Linked DNA regions of Triticum aestivum: region 2 is linked to region 1. The links are chromatin contacts, called in public Hi-C maps. All regions are on one chromosome and are shown on one strand. Each heading gives the region's core, a stretch centred on a gene start, on an enhancer-like site or on the middle of the called end of the contact. The rest is flanking DNA. Distances are from core to core; before and after follow the strand shown. Region 1 holds the start of LOC123144847. Region 2 holds the start of LOC123141535.

The links. A called contact is a pair of places that touch in the nucleus more often than the background predicts.
Region 2: a Hi-C map of leaf shows a contact between it and region 1, with 4 times the contacts expected there. The contact joins the promoter of LOC123141535 here to the promoter of LOC123144847 in region 1. A contact is called at or near these places in 1 of 5 Hi-C or Micro-C datasets (leaf) and 1 of 1 datasets of contacts at active chromatin or transcription factors (leaf).

What each region holds. Positions count from the first base shown.
Region 1 is chr6D:314,992,509-314,997,360 of IWGSC CS RefSeq v2.1, reverse strand. LOC123144847 reads right to left here and starts at 2,804. Exons shown (of 1, transcript XM_044564097.1): 1 at 1,992-2,804. The coding sequence starts at 2,734. The coding sequence ends at 2,330. LOC123141534 (protein MIS12 homolog) reads right to left here. Exons shown (of 7, transcript XM_044560647.1): 6 at 4,629-4,763; 7 at 4,101-4,535. The coding sequence ends at 4,468.
Region 2 is chr6D:315,166,075-315,170,926 of IWGSC CS RefSeq v2.1, reverse strand. LOC123141535 reads right to left here and starts at 2,543. Exons shown (of 2, transcript XM_044560648.1): 1 at 2,223-2,543; 2 at 1,609-2,107. The coding sequence starts at 2,341. The coding sequence ends at 1,897.

The sequences.
Region 1 (4,852 bases), core at 1,555-4,054:
GCAAAAATGAGAGCTTATATTCAGCACTCCCAAATAAAAACCAGCCGAACAAAACGCATTTACTGTCACATCACACTCTTATACATGGCCTTGGAAAGAGTGAACTTTCAATGATTCAAGCAATTGTACATATATGAAAAAACATATTAGCACCTAGGTAGTGACATTTGACATGGAAAATGAAGCAAGGGCCAATTTCAAGTAGGCTTTCAATGCTAGGTTAACCAAAGTTAAATTATTTCCTTAACACTCCAACAGATTGGTCTGGGATGAACCATCAGAGAAACTCATATTTTGTATGGCCGAGATCCTTTAACAAACTTAGAAACAGTTTAAGTTGGGATCAAACTCTACAGCTACCGCAATAGGACAGCAGTTTATACTATACTGTTAAGTAGCACTAATGCATCTTGTAACAATGGTATTGCACTAAATTGTGTTGCAAAGAAACATAACAAGAGTTCGCTGAAGTTCCAGCTAGGCATTCCCTGTCTTAAGACACTTTCAGTGTCGAAAAAATTCTTATATTAAGTTACAGAGGCAGTACTACAGAAAAAGGGTCGATGCTAATTGGACTTTCCAGTGCAATACCACTGCTGATCAAAGATATCTACTCCCTCCGTTCGTTATGAACAAAAACCATGACAAGAATTATGTGGTGGGGGGGGGGGGGGGGGGGGGGGGGGGGGTTGTACTAATTAAGTATCCCAACTAGACCAACGTTTCCATTAAAATCGCTAAAATTGCAAACTAATACCACTACCGGAAGTGCTCTGCATACAATAAAAGCCTCATAGGATCTTATCCCAGCAGTACACAAAATAGAATGGACAGCTGCTATCGAGTGTCGTACACAGATCATACAGAAATCATCGTATGTGTGGCAGAACTCATATACAATGTACTAATTAAGTATCCCAACTAGACCAACGTTTCCATTAAAATCGCTAAAATTGCAAACTAATACCACTACCGGAAGTGCTCTGCATACAATAAAAGCCTCATAGGATCTTATCCCAGCAGTACACAAAATAGAATGGACAGCTGCTATCGAGTGTCGTACACAGATCATACAGAAATCATCGTATGTGTGGCAGAACTCATATACAACTACAGATCAAAGAGATTTGCAAATTAAGTATCCCTAGTTAGACCAATGTTTCAACAAAATTGCAAACTAATACCAATACTTATCAAAGAGATTCGCGAATTAAGTATCCCTAGTGGACCAATGTTTCAACAAAATCGCAAACTAATACCACTACTTATCAACGAGACCATCAATGCATGATCAACAACACAAAACAGCAAGAATTGAAGCTAATTGATTAGCTTAGCATCTGCTCATGCCCAACACAGCCACGAGCAGAAATAACACAACAACAAGCATATCCATAATCATTCAAACTATTACAAGGAAGAGAACAAAAGCAACTCACAGAGATTATACTAATCAATAATAATTTGCAATCATAAAATATTTCATAAAGCTATAGAGATGATTTCAAAGAAGAGGGGTTCAATTTTGCATGCTAATAGAATGTGCCTTGCAATTGCAAGGTCAATCAAAAGTACATGGTTATCCTAGTGCATCAACTCATCGAGGAAATCAAGGGCATATTGCCTACAAAATTTTACTGCACTTGCAGCATTGATTAAGTGAAAATTGTAGCTACCCTGGTTGATCAAACTCCTAACAAATCACTAATTGTGTTGCAAAGAAAAACAATAAGAGTTCACTGAAGTTCCAGCTATGCATTCCCTGTGTTTATTTGCGATGATGATAATTGGATTTCCCAGTGCAAAATCACTGCTGATCAAAGAGTGCTAATTAAGGTGTCCCACTAGACTAAAGTCTCCAATAAAATGGCTAAAATTGCATACCAATACAACTATGGTCAAAGAGATTTGGGACTTAAGTATCCCTAGTAGCCTAATGTTTTCAATAATAAAATCAAACACCATCTATGCAAGATAAACACACAACAGCAAAAATTGAAGCTAATTTATTGTCATAGCATCAGCTCATTCCCAACACAGCCACAATTGAGCAGAAATAACATAGCACCAATCCATAAACAATCGTACTATTAAAGAGAACCTCGCAGAGATGATACTAATCAAGGATAATTTAAGGCACTTGCATATATTAACCAAACAACACGAGATCCAAGGGCAGCGCAGCAGTACGATGCTTAGATTGATCACCGAAAGGTCTCCAGATGCCTCGGAATAGTTTCACCTCACCCATAATAACCTAACTAGATAGACCACCAGCACCATATCGACGACCTCCCAGCTTCATTACTAGTACCGGAAGACGCCTCGATCAGGCCAGATCGGAGTCGTCGAAGTCGGCGCCGTCGAAGGTGTTGAAGAAGCCGGCGAAGGGGAGGGGGCCCCGCGCCTCGTTCCCGCGGCCGCCCATGCGGTGGGAGTGGAGGAGGTCCCCCTCGTCGTCGTCGTCGAGGAAGCCGGCGCCGGCAGCGCTGCGGGGGGAGTCGTCGATGTCCATGAGCGTGGTGATGGCGTCGTCCTCCATGGCGGCGGCGGCGGCGGCGGCGGAGCGCGGGGAGATCGGGGCGGCGGAGCGCGGGGAGATCGGGGCGGCGGCGGGGACGTAGCTGATAGGGTTTTGGCCGGGCGTGCCGGGGTGGTGGCGGGGGTGATGGGGCGTCGGTGGGCCGCGCGGGGTGCGGAGCAGCCTTTGGTGCCGGGGCGTCCTGGCGTCCATCTTGTGGGTTGCGGCGGCTATTAACCTGGCGTGGCTGGCGTGCGAGGGTTTGGAGATCTGTGCGTGCGTGCGTGCCTTGCTGGCCCACGGCTTATTTTTATATGGACGGACGGAGACGCTGCGTTTTCCTTTCGTTTTCCGTTTCTTCGGAAGAGACGACGGTGTTCTTCCGCTGCCGGGACGTCGCCTCTTTGAACTTTTTTTCAAAAAAAAAACTTTCAATCTATTCATCTTCAATCATGACAGTATAAAGAACAACAAAGATAATAAAAATTACAACCATGTCCTTGGACCACCTAGCGACGACTACAAGCATTGGAGCGAGCCGAAGGCGTGCCACCGTCATCGCCCCTCCCTCACCGGAGTCGGGCAAACCTTGTTGTAGTAGACAGTAGGCAAGTCGTCGTGTTAAGGACCAGCACACCAGAGTACTAGCAACCATCGCCGATGAAGAAAGTCGTAGATCAGAAGGATCAAACATGTAAACACCTAAACGAAGACCGGATTCAAATAGATCCACCTAAGACCAGCATCGACCGAATCCCGCAAGATCCTACGGAGACAAACCTCCACACGCCCTCCGACGATGCTAGACGCACCAGCGGGACGGGGATAGAACATGGGAGACATTATTCTTACGAAGGGACATCGCCGCCGCCACACAGCCCCAACCAAGACGCTGCCTCTAACAAGAACGAGAACGCGGTCCCTCCTGCCGATGGGGGCCGAGATCCTCTGCACCTCCATGGTCTAGAGGCCATAGGAGATGGGACAGACCGGCGGCGGCGGCGGCGGGAGGAGAAGAGCTTTTCTGCCTCTTGAACCTTGTTTCTTCGACTTTGCCCAGATCTCAAATTACATTCCCTAAAGTGTCAAAATGCTCTTATATTACGGGACGGAGGGGGTACCATATTGGATGTGTGTCTCCCGGTTTCAATCAAAAAATGTAAAAGAAAGTAAGTCCATGTGTGTACACTAAACAAACAATTATCTAAAAAAAATAGAGTAGTAATCATTTGTGGCCTAAAGAAACGATAAGTGGATAGCCGATAATACTATTTTCCTTGCTCTTTCATTTTTGCAAATGTCATAATGATCATACTAGTTTCCAAGAAATTATGCCGGTGCACAAGATACGAGTCATTTATGTTAACGGGTAAAAAAGCATAGAAGAGCCATACGCAATATGGGATAATGGCTGCAACGAATTGCAGAAAATTCGCATTAGAGACCTCCAGTCTATTTTCATCAATTCCACTTCAGTTACTTCTTTCCACTGAGACATAAGTACAAAGAAAACAGCTCCAAGAAAAGGATATGAATCTACAGCAGCCCAAAACGCCACAAAGAAGAAACCCAACACAAAGGAGCATTGAACAATTTTTTATACAAACAAAAAAGTTGTATTCGACAGGAACACACCCAGGGAGAGTCTACTGCAGATCTTTCTATTTGTTTATCTCAATTGCGTGCAGCGGCAACAATGGTAGACGGATGGGATTAAGCACTAGAGATCTTACAGAATGCTGGAAACTGGAGAGTGCTACTGTGCTAGTGGTCTTTTGAGTCTGGAGAGACAACATATGTATACATGCTGACATGTACATACAGCTGTTCTGATAGAGCTGCAGTTCAGGTAGCTAGCGAGAGGGTAGCTTGACAACATTACAGGGGACTTTGTAGTACATGGGGGCGGTTGACATCCTCATATTGCAAACCCCCACAACACACGTTTACTCCTTCCACGAGTCATTCACAGCCGCGTTCACCTCTTGCATGTCCTCGGTGCTAGGAGCGGAACCTGTGAGACAGGGTGGTGAGATTAAAGTCTGTGCCATAGATACACACGATAACAACGAAGAGATCCAGAGGAAAATGACGGTGGAACCCTTACCCGGTGCTAAACGCTTCTGGTCTCTAAGACAATTGACGTTCCAAACATTTTGGCCCACCATGGCCTCAAGCTCAACCTTTTTCCTTTTCATAACCTTCATTTTCTGGTGCAATTTTGGTATCGTGTTCGCAATAGCTGCAGGTTCAGGGCAGTTGAGTAGGCATACATTCTGAACCAGAGATAATTGAGCAGAAGCAGTGCTTCTCGAATAGTAGCTAGCAGCA
Region 2 (4,852 bases), core at 1,294-3,793, 170 kb before region 1:
TTTTTTATAGTGACACCATATCACATTGAACGGAAAAATCATATGATTTAAATGCAACAAACATGAAAATAACCTATCCTAAGACAAAATTGTGTGTGTGGGGGGGTGGGGGGGGGGTCCCGATTAGAATAGAATTGCTACATTTGGATACAAACAATGTAGTACCATGATTATTATTCATTTTGTTTCTTCTTACTTGATTTCGAGTTTTATGTAGGTTACATTACTTTGATACTTATAGGTTTAAATATTAATAAAGATGTACAAAGAAATATAGCAATACAAAAATGCTTTTACTAACAATTGTATTACAAGATCTCCCTCTATCAGTAAATAGTGCAGTAGTGTTTGAAAATAGGCACCGCTTGCATGATGCCGACATTTTGTCTCCTAGGGGCATATATATATGCTCCCTGATGAAAAGTAAAATTGTAAAAATATACTTAAAAACAAAAACTGAATTGAATTACAACATGCACACCTGTGCCTTCTATCTTCCTGTAAGATTCCACAAAAATATGTCATATGTTTTGATCTTGGCCAAAATGAAAAGAAAATGCCTTGGTGTAAAAAGCAACTTTTGAAGCACTAATTTGATTTATTTTAGCACAAGTCACAATTCTTGTGTTTTTTTCATTAAAAAATTACATACATCCAAAGAGTCATGAACAAATACATGTGAATAGAATTATGGACTTTTTTACATTTGTAGAATTACTTTTACATGTGGAAGCATATCCTCCAGCAGGCCATTTTTAATATCCGCCGGCTCTAACACATATCTTCCCTTGTTGCTTTTCATATAAGTAAAATATATCCTCCACAAAAAAGTAAAATATATAAATTATAAATAAAAATATTTTTCTCCACGAAATCATGTAATATTTCACATGACTAATTAAATATTATTATGTGTATTATGAGTCAACATTACTTAAAAGTAGAGAAGTTTTATTGTACGTTCTCTATGATGGCAGTCTATAAATAGCATCTTTCATTAGCCATTTTCGGTAAATTTGTAACTATCAGCGGACGGTCATTCTTTTGTTTGTTTGAGGGCAGGGGTTCTAGCAGGGGGCGGATCTAGGGTGGCGACATGGGCTGCCAAAATTGTAAAATATTTTTTATATACTTAATACTAGATAGTTAACCAGCTCATGCTATTTTAAGACTTTTTATTAAGACTAAAATGATGTTTACATCAAATTTTACTATCTGTAGTGTAAATTTTTACATTTTTTAATTGCGGCACCCCCCACATTTTAGGTCAGCCACTGGGCTCTAGGATGTTAAAAACAACGAAGAAAGTAGCACTAATTGTAGCTGAGTAGGATATGCTGATTTCGCAAGAGAGAGTGTGTGTGTATGGGAGATAAGATGATAGAAACTAGAACTCGATCTTCTCATCTCTCGAACAGGCTCTAGCCCCGCTTTATAAATAAAGCACGAGTCAATTCTCATCTCGCAGCCATGCTTTATCACATTCTTAAAGCTTAGTAAGTGCTGTGGGTGGTCGATAGCCACACACACCCCTGGCCCTGTAATGCTGCTCATATATAAAGAAGAAAAGGAAGGTGCCCATAGACAATGCAGTCCACTGATGCTGGCTGGTCAAAGAAGGCATTCAAAACGGATTTGCACTGCACTCAGGGCAATAAATAAGAATACTTTGAACGGCCACTGCATTGACCGGTTTTGCGAGGCAACTGAATAACTAGGAACCTACTACGCAGGAGGGCTAGATGCCCCTCACCTCACTCACGCCGATTTTTTCCCTACTACACACAAGGAAGCCAATAGAGACGGATATGGTCTAGCAAATTAGCTAGAGAATGAGGCTAACACAGTCACCAATCTAAATCAGGAGGCGAATTAGTCACCGCGAACCCGGCAAAGTCAAGACGAATCGAACTTGTAGTACTTGTCGACGGCGGCGACGACGTCCCAGGTGCAGCTGAGCCCCTTGGGGAAGACGACGAGGTCGCCGGCGCCGAACTCCACGCACTCGGACGACCCCTTGATGTGCGCCCTCACCTTGCCCTTCACCAGATAGCACGTCTGCCTCGCGTCGAACTTCACCGGAAACTTCCCCGTCGGGCAGCCCCACCTGCACGAGCACGGCACACAAGAACCATTGCACACGCTCACTTAGCCGCCCGCCATGGAAATAATGGAACAAGGAATAAGGAAATAGCTGGAACCGGTGATCGATCGGTACTCACTTGGGCCAGGACCTGACGCCGAGCTGAACCAGGCGCGACTCCGGCGGGCCGTGCTCGACGGCGATAGAGACGACGGGCGGGTCCATGTCCATGCTGACCGGGTTTGAGCTCGAGGCCATGAGCACCTCAGGAGACAGAGGGGGAGGGAGGAGAGTGGTAGCTAGGCTTGGATGCAGCTGGTGGTAGTGTTAGTCTGGTAGGTGTTGAGGCCTCCGGGGCTGGGAGTCTAGGGGAAAGGGCAAGGCTCCAAAGGCAAGCCTGACTGGGAGCTTCCCTGTATTAGTACAGCGGAGGGGAGGAATCTCTCTCTCTTCTCGTCGTTAGTGGTGAGGCGTGGGTGATTTTTTATTATTTCCCTCCAGCATGTGTAGATATTGGGACAGTTGATTCTGTTGGCGATATATCATGATATATCGACGTACAGTGCTTTTACTATGAAAATATGCGATTGGTCTCTTTCCCACTAAAATATATTTCGTGTTTAAATTTGACTATGAATTTTCATTATGTATACCCCACAAGATAGTCAAATCATACTCACAATGTATACCCACGATAATATTGTTTGATCCATAACTTTTGTTTATTTTACCATTCCTTTCAAAAAGGTGATGATAATTTCTTAACATACAACTTTAAAGTTCTCGAATTAAGGAGGAAAAACATGGAAGTTTCTTTCCAAAATTACATAATTCACTGCACTTTCATATGGCGTGGATTAAGGAGGAAAAAGCGTGCTATTTTTGTTTCATATGTGCATTATCATTCATTGGGCTTAGATTAAGGAGGGAAACGTAGGCGTTTTTCGTTTCCTATGTGCACGTCATCGTTCATTTGGCGTAGACTAAGGAGGGAAAACACATGGAACCATATGCCAAATTAGGAATGACTAAAGCACGAAGAGGGGCGACGGGGTGAGGTAGTCTCGGAAGAAACAAACCAAAATTAGCACCTTGCGCCCTTTTAAGCCTACACCATTCTTTTGAGAATGATGGGAGCATGATCAAAATTACGAAATATTGGATCAACTATACTTATGCGCTCTATAGTTTGGAACAAAGAGACTATTGGTGCAAATGATTGAGCACGCCATTTTTTTGGAAATGGCTAACTAGGAAAATGACATTTCGGTCTAAGAGGCAAACATCTAACAAATTGTTAGTGGTTGATATCTTGTTTTGTGTAGCCTACCACCCTCCTTAGATTGGTCACTCTGATGTGCGATAAAAATGGATTGTAGTCTTTTATTTCTCATACTCCTCTGTCTATAAATTTTGTGTTGAAGGACATGGTAAGAGCAAACAAGGCACAATAAAGTCAATATCACATTGTAAGGATAATATAAGAGCACGATGTTTACCCAGGTTCAGGCCCTCTCGATGGAGGTAATACCCTACTTCCTGCTTGATTGATCTTGATGATATGAGTATTACAAGAGTTGATCTACCACGAGATCGTAGAGGCTGAACCCTTGAAGCTCGCCTATGGTATGATTGTTGTTGTCCTACGGACTAAACCCTCCGGTTTATATAGACACCGGAGGGGGCTAGGGTTACACAGAGTCGGTTACAAGGGAGGAGATCTACATATCCGTATTGCCAAGCTTGCCTTCCACGCCAAGGAGAGTCCCATCCGGACACGGGATGAAGTCTTCAATCTTGTATCTTCATAGTCCAACAGTCCGGCCAAAGGATATAGTCCGGCCGTCCGAGGACCCCCTAATCCAGGACTCCCTCAGTAGCCCCTGAACCAGGCTTCAATGACGATGAGTCCGGCGCGCAGATTGTCTTCGGCATTGCAAGGCGGGTTCCTCCTCCGAATACTCCATAGAAGATTTTGAACACAAGGATAGTGTCCGGCTCTGCAAAACAAATTCCACATACCACCGTAGAGAGAACAATATTTCCACAAATCTAATCCGCTGACACATGTGGTAGCATGACATCATACCATGGCCCGGTCATTATCCGAACCGTTTTTCTCAACCAGCTACTGCACACATTGCGAGGCGGTTTTCTTGGCACATCTTGTCGAAGCAGAGATCGTGTCCCCTTATCACGGGATTCTCATCAATACGGGTGTGGGTAACCCAACCGCGCCATCAATTACGGCGCTTGGGGAATAAGCCAATTTACCACGCAGGTGGGGAGGCATATAGTTTCTTCCGCCCTTATAAAGGGACAGGGATTCCTCTTTTTACCCACGCCATCTTCCTCCTTGCTCATCCATTCTTGCGCACTCGAGCTCCAGCACCCAAGTTCGCATTTCCACCTCAAACCACTCCAAGCATGTCTGGAGCGGGAGGCAAGTGGATGGTCTCCTCCGTTACGGAGGAGCACATCACAAAGCTACGGGGAGCAGGATATCTGGTCGCGGATATTGCACACTGGCTGCCAGATGCGGGGCAGATCGTCCCTACTCCAGAACCCCATGAGAGGGTGGTTTTCCTTACCCACTTCGTCCGCGGACTGGGATTTCCCCTCCACCCATTTGTCTGCGGGCTCATGTTCTACTACGGGCTGGATTTTCACGATCTGGCCTCCAATTTCATCCTCAACATCTCGGCGTTTATCGTAGTGTGCGAGGCCTTCCTCCGCATCAAGCCCCACTTCGGCCTGTGGCTGAAGACC